Linked DNA regions of Drosophila melanogaster: region 1 is linked to region 2. Evidence: chromatin contacts called from public targeted proximity ligation data. All regions are on one chromosome and are shown on one strand. The core of a region is the stretch at or near the end of the contact, and the rest is flanking DNA. Distances in the headings are between cores, read along the strand shown. Region 1 holds the start of CG14506. Region 2 holds the start of CG45544.

Region 1 (3,997 bases), core at 1,279-3,778, 41 kb after region 2:
AGCACAAAGAGAACCAGATAACGATCCAGTCCAAATGTATCCACCGGCAAATGGGAAAAGGCAACACAAAGCCGCAATTTGGCTGGTGAAAATCATCGAGGTCGATCCATTTGCAGGACCATATACCCATTTATATGTGCAGCTCTACTACATATCCGCCTCCGCCGCGATGAGTGACTGCCGGGTTTGACTGTCTAAGCCGCAGGTACGAAGTGATTAAACGCCGAGCTATTGCCACCGCAATTAGGATCGCATCGGGATCGGGATCGGGATGCCCGAGATCCCAATAAAAGCCAAATTGAATCGGGGTCGGCAACGGAATTGAGAGCGGGGGCAACTAGTGCAGGACCTGCAAGGATGCAGCTGATAATGGCAAAGAATTGCGTCGTCACAGGTTCACAGAGATGGCCGGCCAAAAAGGAAGACAAGTAGTGCTGGGGGGGGGAGAAGGTAGAACAATTTTTTTAACATCAAACGAATAAAGGTCGCTCTCGCACACTCGTATTTACTGTGGAAAAGGGAGCTCCTGATTTGTTGCAAGATTTCTTCGTAAATGGCATAAAAAACTGCTCGAGAAACAAGGCGACAAGCCGTGGGATCGCCGTGGCCGTGGCTGTGGATCGTTGTTAAGATTGTTAATGGCACCCGACCTGTTCACGTCCACGCTCACACAATGTTGGACAATTAACACGGCCCAGCAAGAAGAAAGCCAGGTTTTTGGAGGCACATCCTTGGGAATGTCGGGCAGAACAGAGGCCGCGCTACAGAAATCAAGGCCCCCTATTTCATCGCATTTATCGCATTCCCGCGCCCCCTCTAGGAATTGTTCATATTTTGTGTATCATTCGGTCAGGGGCAGTACCGTCATCAGCTGATCCAGGGGATTAATTATGTTGACAGGTTGCTGCGATTCAAGTGCCTTTGAATTGGAATTGGAACTTTTTGTGTAATATGTTCACGTTTCATTCAAGCAGCTCCATTCATATCTTCCAGGAATCTAAGTCACATCCTTCGGCTTCCCTCAATTTAGAAAGTGTCCGACTTATGTAATGTATGCCATTTCCTTATAATGAAAGTGTTCTTTGAAGTTTCTTGGGAAATATTGCTTAACTATTGTTATATTGAATGATATATGATATGATAGATATGATTTGCATTTGGTAATTCCTACTCTTTCTGTGCGTACATCTGATCCGCAAACATCGAAATGCTGGGTCGGTCTTTCATCTCGCTGAGCTGTAGGTCGACGTAGTTCTTGGTCCGCCGATAAGCTGCCACATTAGTGTAGCAGTGATGGACATAGTTCTGACCCAAACTGGCTAGAACGGCGTAGCGGAGATCTGACTTGGAAACTTTTCGAAGAACAGGTTTGGGCTTAGGCACTAGGGGAGTGATCGGCAGAAGGCTCGGCAAGGATGGGAGCACTGGACTAGAGGCAGGAGGTGGTGGAGGTATTTTAAAAATAACTTTTGGAACGGCTTTATCACTAGGAGTTTGTGGCAGGGATGGGAGCACTGGACTAGAGGCAGGAATTGGTGGAGCTATCTTAAGAGTAACTTTTGGAACGGCTTTATCACTAGGAGTTTGTGGCCACTTTGGAGCTGGTGGCTCGACAGACTTGTGGGGCACGGCAGCCAGTTTCTTCCGTATGCTCAGTAGGAGCTTTGCCGAACTGGAAAGACCCTTTTCCAGGGCCCTCACCTCGTCTGAACTGGGTTCGAATTTCAACAAGTTAAAGCTCCAGCGGGAGATTCCAATGTCATTGGTTAATGCATAGGCATAGTTTCGATCAGATTTTACGGCGGTAAATGGACTATAGGACGTGGGTTCTACCAGTTTTTGAAGAAGCAATGATCTGTTAATTGGTGGCTTCGAATTCTTCTCTAAAGATTTGTGACCACTTTGTTTGGCGTCGTTTTTCTCTGCCTGCCTTACAGGAGCTTTGTGTGGCTGCGTTATCGTTGCCTTTGGTTTTTTTATGGTCCCAGAGTTTTGCTGACTTCCCTTATTTGTACTTTTTTCTTTCGCCTTGCGACAGTTCAATCGGTATCCCTTGATCAGATGTGGATTCGATTCGATGGCATGCTCCATGTATGAAGTGCGACTAAACCGCACCATGGCGTAGTTAAAGTTACTCATGCCATTCCTCACGCTGACCCTCTCCAAATCCCCAAATTTGCTGAAATAGGTGAACACATCCCGATGGGTAATGTCCTGGTCTAGGTCGGGAATGAACATCAGGCGATCGTGTTCCGGCTCGGGAGGCCGTCGTTCGGGTGGCTGGACTACCACTGTGCCAGGTTGGTACGTTTTCACCTTCTCTTGTAGGGAATGGAAATTTGCTAGGATTGTGGATAATTCAAAGTCCGTGAGAAGCTTAAAGTCCCCGATAGCCGTTCTCACCTGCCTTTTCCCCATAGACACTAGCTGGTTCCCTGGGCATGGCTTCCCCCAGCTGGGATTCACTAATCCTTGCTCTTTTTGGCGAAGGACACGAATCAAGTCCAGGCAAGTCCAATGGCGTGTTGGTCACTCCCAGGGGTTCTAGGGAAATCAAGGAGCTCCATGAACTATCCATGCTTTTTAAAGCCAAGTTGAAATATACTTGGTTGATAGACAAACCCAAAGCCAACTCTGATCAATGACTATTTATTATAAGAGTGGTGAAGTGGGGAGTTTTCCCTTAAAAATTGCCATTCATAGAAATAAATTCCCTAATTTTTACGCAGAATCTAAAGTCTTTCCCCTGAGGTTTCCCCAAATCCTTAAAAGTCAAACCTACTCAAACCTTTCCCATTGCATAAATGAAAATTGCACTTTCAGTTCATCGAGGCCTGGGAAAATTTTTATCCGTTTCGCACAAGGAAATGATTTGCCAAACTGAGCACAAATATTTTCATCGGAAATTTCATAAATATTTTATGAAACTGTAGGATCAAAGTCAAAGCCCCATTTAAGGTCCCCAGAGTGGCTGCCGTGCCATGAATGAATATTCGTAACGGTCGGCATTCCGGCTGCGATTCATGAAACTGTTGCCACCAAATCGTGGCCAAATGAAAGGAACCAGTAGGCCAAAGGCAAAAACCCAGCTGGAATGCGTTGGCAGTTTGAATGTCGCCTCAGGTGACAAATTGCAAGGCTTGCACAGGTTGTTCAGGTTGCACATAGCCGGTGTAAAAAGGACGACGACTCAATGACGCGGCAGGTTTCGTCGAAAAAATGTGCCATTTCGCACCTCCATAAAAACGTGTCCCGAATGGGTTTCCCTGTCATTTGCCATCAATGGACTGGGCGGCCTTCGGTTTCGGTTGCATAATGTTTGACTGCTGGGCGGAAAGTTGCACATGGCTTCTAATGTGCGATTTGCATTCGCAATCGGTCAAGGGTGCACCGGATGCGATGAATGTTTACCCAACTCGCAGAAATCAGGGCGCGCATCCCTTTCACGAATCCATCTGCCAGTGCAGATCCTGCACATCCTTTGCCACCCAGGTTACGTAAGCCATAAACAAGTGGACCATGGCGGACTAATAGACTTGTTGCCAAGGCCGCAGAGATCGCCTCCTTCTCACGCCTCGACTGCATCCGGGATTCCAGCTAAAAACGCGGCAATATCCCTCAGATACTCGGATACTTTGTGCGGACGTGAACTTCAGCCGTTTAGCCATTCAGGCATTCATTGATTCATTCATGAACATTCGCCCGCAAACAATAAGGACACAACTAGCAAATCTCTCTCGAGCACTTCAACGAACAATGAGGAGCCCAAGCAAATTTCGGTACGAGGACATTCAGTGTTCTCACGTTCATTTCGGCGATTTCCTTCGTCTTTGGGTGTTTTTTCGGCTCTTTTTTAATGTTGGCTTAAACCTCAAGTGACCGAGGGTTTGATGATGATTATGATGAGCTCACAGAGAATTTGCGAAAAAAAAAAAAACTAAACGAGAGAGGAGAAAGGAAAGCGGATACTCAGCCACTCAACCGGGTGTCCCGGCAT
Region 2 (4,188 bases), core at 1,240-3,739:
TCAACTGTTCGGCATCGAGGAAGAGAGCTGCTTTTGCTTCCCTAAACTCTCGCAAGAGCGGGTCATTAAACCCAGCTAAAAATACTGACAAACTGGTGGTGGTGGTGGCGTTGGTGGTGTAAAAACAACAAAAATACCCGAGAAAATACAGAGAGGGGTTGTTGTAATTGGGTGAAGAGGGAGCTGAACTAGAAATTTACTTTAATGCAGCTTCGAAAACTGGAATTTTTGGGATTCGACTTGCGCACACGATATCATTGATACCATTTTTTTTTTTTTTGATAATTTTTACAATTCCCTAAAATTGCGAGGGAACCGTTGCGTACCGCCTTATCTTCTTCTTCTTGATTCTACTTAAGCATTAGCGGTTCTCCAAATGGAATTCCCTTTTGCTTTTCGCATGCATCTGCTTTTCAGCTTGACTTTTGCTTTTGGGTCACACGTCACGCAAGCGCAGCGATAATACAACAAAAACACGCCACAAAGAACCGCAAAGAACACGGAGGAAAAAAGGAACAAAAATCGAAAAAAAAAAAATGACTGACTGACGGACGACGGACAAAAAGCATTTTTTGCTGCTGCTTTTTTTTGGAGCCTCGCGGAAGCCGGTTTAATGAATGAAAAACGGCAAGCGAGCAACAAAACAACAGCTGAGCGCCAAAATAAAAATCGGGCAAAAAGCAAACGTGCCGAGCGTGATAAAAAGAACTCTTACTTTTGTTGGCCCCATCGTTTACATTTCTGTTTTTTGTATTTTTTTTTTGCTTTGCTGTTGTTGCTGTTGCTCTTGAACTTGCACTTTTTATCGCGTATTTTCAACTGGTATTCCTGGTGCAAAAGGGGTTTGCTGTTGCTAATCCTTGGGCGGCATAATTACCTGATATTGCAATCCATGCTGCAGTTGTTTTCCTCCACAATAGTTTCCCACAGCATTTTGTTGGTTTTGTTGTGTTATGTGTTGCGTTGGTTGCTTCGAAGAGCCGAAGATGTTTGATTTCGCTGGCGAGTCTGAAGCCGAAGAAATTGCTAAAACACAATTTGTTCTTGGTCACTCTGCACTCATTTACAGTTTGTTTTTAGAATTTGAGATGGTAGTCCTTGGTTTTTGGCTAGTATTGCATTTTAGTTAATTTAGGTTTTTTTGTTTTTTTTTTTTGTTAATGTGTCCGTTTGAGCATGATTTTTTGTTTTGTATTTCGGAGTGTGGTTGTGCGAGGTTTTTCTTTTTCTTCAATAATTTGAACCGCACAATCTCAATTCACCGAACGAGGAACCGAAAGGCTGAACAAGAAGAGCTGTTGACTCGACGACGAACTGAGAACGAATGTGCTGAATATGCCGAGCAGCTGGTTTTTATAACCGCACCCCGGCCGATCACGATCAGCTGATGAGCTAATGGGCGCGAGCGAGATGGCGCGCGTTTTTTGTTCTCTCTGCTTCGCTCTTTAGCTCTTAGTTCTCAGCTCCTTTCCTTTGCCTTCCCATCCTATCCTTTCCTTCCTATCCTTCCCAGAAGTGCCAATAGAAGAGGAAGGGAGACGGGCAACGAGCGACACCAACACACATAACGGGGACGGGGCCAGAGCCATGTGCGATGCGAAAAGGAAAACTGGGAAAATGGGAGAATCAGGATCATATGGACTCAGTTTTGGAAATCTCTGCTCATGTGGAGCACAAGAGTGCCGGCAACAGGTAGAATCCTTTCCCCTGCACTTCCCCTATCGCAAAATCCCGCACCGAATACCAATGTCCCGAGAAACGAGGAGAATCTGGCGCCTTGGTGGTCGCCAGCTCTATGGAGGCCACTGATTTTGGCGCGCGAGCTTTTATACCGCGACGCGTACCGCCGAAGGGGATCCGAAGTCGCCACAATTGGAGCCGAAGTGGAGCCGAGGAGGCTCCGAACCGAACACATGTGAAAATAGTGTGGAGCCCCAAGAAGCGAAGAGGAAACGCTGAAGAACTGCGCGAATCTTTAAGCAGAATTTCAAGGCGGCATCGATTGTGTCGTTTGCAGGTAATAATGTGAGATCCACGCATTCCTGCTGCCCCCTGTCCCCCCTTGTAACCCCTCCCTGAAAACTACATATCAGCAGGTAGTGGCCGCAGTCATATGATCGCCGCACCGGCGGGATGGGCGGTCGTGGAGGGGGCGTGGCTCCTTTGTGTTCTGCAGACGTAGACGCCAATGTCGTTAAATGAGCAAAGCTTCCAGCCACAGAGATCCATTCACAGGTAGCACTCTACACGATGGACCGTGTGTCTTTAATGAGAATCCGTACAAACACAGATCTTAAGCTAGATAAACTACTACTAACAGTAGCAAACACGTGGAAAATCATGATGTCAACCATGCGATATGACCAATAATCGATAATGTGAAGCTCAGACTAGTTGCCCACGCCGAAGCTCCACTGTAGCCCCTCGTTTGTGTGCAATCGCGGCAAAGTTAAAGCAAAAATCGAGTTACATATGCGCCGATGCCCTGCGGGAGTCATTCTGGAGGATCCGAGGGGTTCACTAAGGAGGGTTGGGGGTTTGCGAACACCCATGGGCTGTGCTGTGCAGTTCGAGTGTGTTTTTGTAAGGTTCGCGGCAAACAAATGAAGGACAGGCCAGTGCAACCAGGCCATATCATTCACACCGCTTGAAGAGCAGGCGAAAGTAAATGATTTCGGGACCAACCACAGCCGAAGCCACCAACCAAATGAGCTACGGTTTCATTCCGCTGAATTCCTTTGGCCAGCTTTTGTTGTTGCTGCAGGAAGAGCCGAGAGGATCATCTTTATGGAAAACAACCAGCACAAAACGACGAGAAGGACGCAGAAATCATAAAGTGGTTTTGAACAAGTTAAAAAAGCGCATAGGGAAGGAAAAAGCTCAGAACCAATCTCATTCATAGCGATCCGAGCGCACAGTGTGGCAAAATACATATACTAGAGGTAAATCTGTGAACTTACTACTACTATTTAAAAGTAGTTTCTAGCTCGAGTTGTTCTGCTATTTTCATTTTTACTTACCAAATTCTTATCCAGTTTTTATGCTTTTATTCATTCCAATTATAGCCTCGCAATTATGGATTTCAGATAATACCACCGTGATATCGCCGGGCTCCAGAAAAAGGGCAAAGCGGAGGAAGCGGAATCAAAAGCGTATGCAAAAGCACACTCACACACGTGTGTGTGCGTGTGTGAGTGGGTAAATTTGATAAAGAATGAGAATAGGCTGCGGAGAAAGAAATTGCAGCAACAATGTGAATGGAAATGGGAATGGGGCACAACAATAGCGGGGGACCTCAAAAACAGCATAACGAACAAAAAAAATCACAGGACCAGCAAAAAGTGAAGAGCTAAATTGTAAATCGAAATTCCAAGAAGTGAGCTTTGAGCATCGGCTCTTATTTTATTTTTTTCTCGGTCGTCTGTGCATTAAAATGCCTGCAAAGTGTGCGAAAAAAGCGTTTGAGATACTTTTGTGCGCGCGCGCTTTTCGCAAATCACTGCCAAAAGGGTTAAGGGTGGTGCGGTGGGCAGGCATGGGTTAAAGGCTGGGCGGTCCCAGTTTTCGCGCGCGTGTGTTTGTGTGTGGTAGACAATGCAATGCAATTAGAAGGAAGCGCAAAGAGGGGCCAGCGATCAGATGTCTAGGTGAGAGATACAAAAAGCGCAAATTTTCAACATCCCTCTAAAAGCTATTGAAATGCAATTTATTTATAATTTAATTATTAATTTATTTCAGATAAATCTGCATAGTACATACTGGTAAGTGCACACTATTTAGCAATATAATTATCTTAGTATATTGCATATATTATCTTCTCAATTCTTTCGACTTATATCAAGATTTTCTTGTATGCAATTTTCTTTCCCCTACTCTTCCCCTTTCCCCTAACAAAACGCAGGGGCAATGGTATGGACAGGGGAAGTCCCGTGGTACATAAGGTGCGAATGGAAGAGAAGTAGAGAAGAGGTGCGCACACAGATACTGATTAGAATGCAGGACGAAGAAACAGTTAGACAGGGATAGCGGTTCCCTCTCTCATATGTTCGATCAGCTGATCGGGCCCAGGAGCGAAGGATATGAACAGCAGGGAGGCCGAATTAGTCCTGCTGTGTGTGTGTGTGCGATGGGGGAAGGGGAATGTAGGAGGGGGTGGGGAAGGATAGAAGGAGCGTTCACAACGTGCGC

The links.
Region 1: a contact with region 2 is called in a targeted proximity ligation map of the Kc167 cell line, with 3 times the contacts expected there. A contact is called at or near these places in 96 of 107 Hi-C or Micro-C datasets (the Clone 8 cell line, the D17-c3 cell line, the Kc167 cell line and 31 more) and 7 of 7 datasets of targeted methods (the Kc167 cell line and the S2 cell line).

The regions. Positions count from the first base shown.
Region 1 is chr3R:29,294,652-29,298,648 of dm6, forward strand. CG14506 reads right to left here and starts at 2,529. Exons shown (of 3, transcript NM_001276138.1): 1 at 2,404-2,529; 2 at 510-2,342; 3 at 1-434. The coding sequence starts at 2,443. The coding sequence ends at 1,168.
Region 2 is chr3R:29,253,996-29,258,183 of dm6, forward strand. CG45544 reads left to right here and starts at 2,490. Exons shown (of 2, transcript NM_001300653.1): 1 at 2,490-2,942; 2 at 3,087-3,430. The coding sequence starts at 2,669. The coding sequence ends at 2,902. stg (string) reads right to left here and starts at 1,805. Exons shown (of 2, transcript NM_001276137.1): 1 at 878-1,805. The coding sequence starts at 933.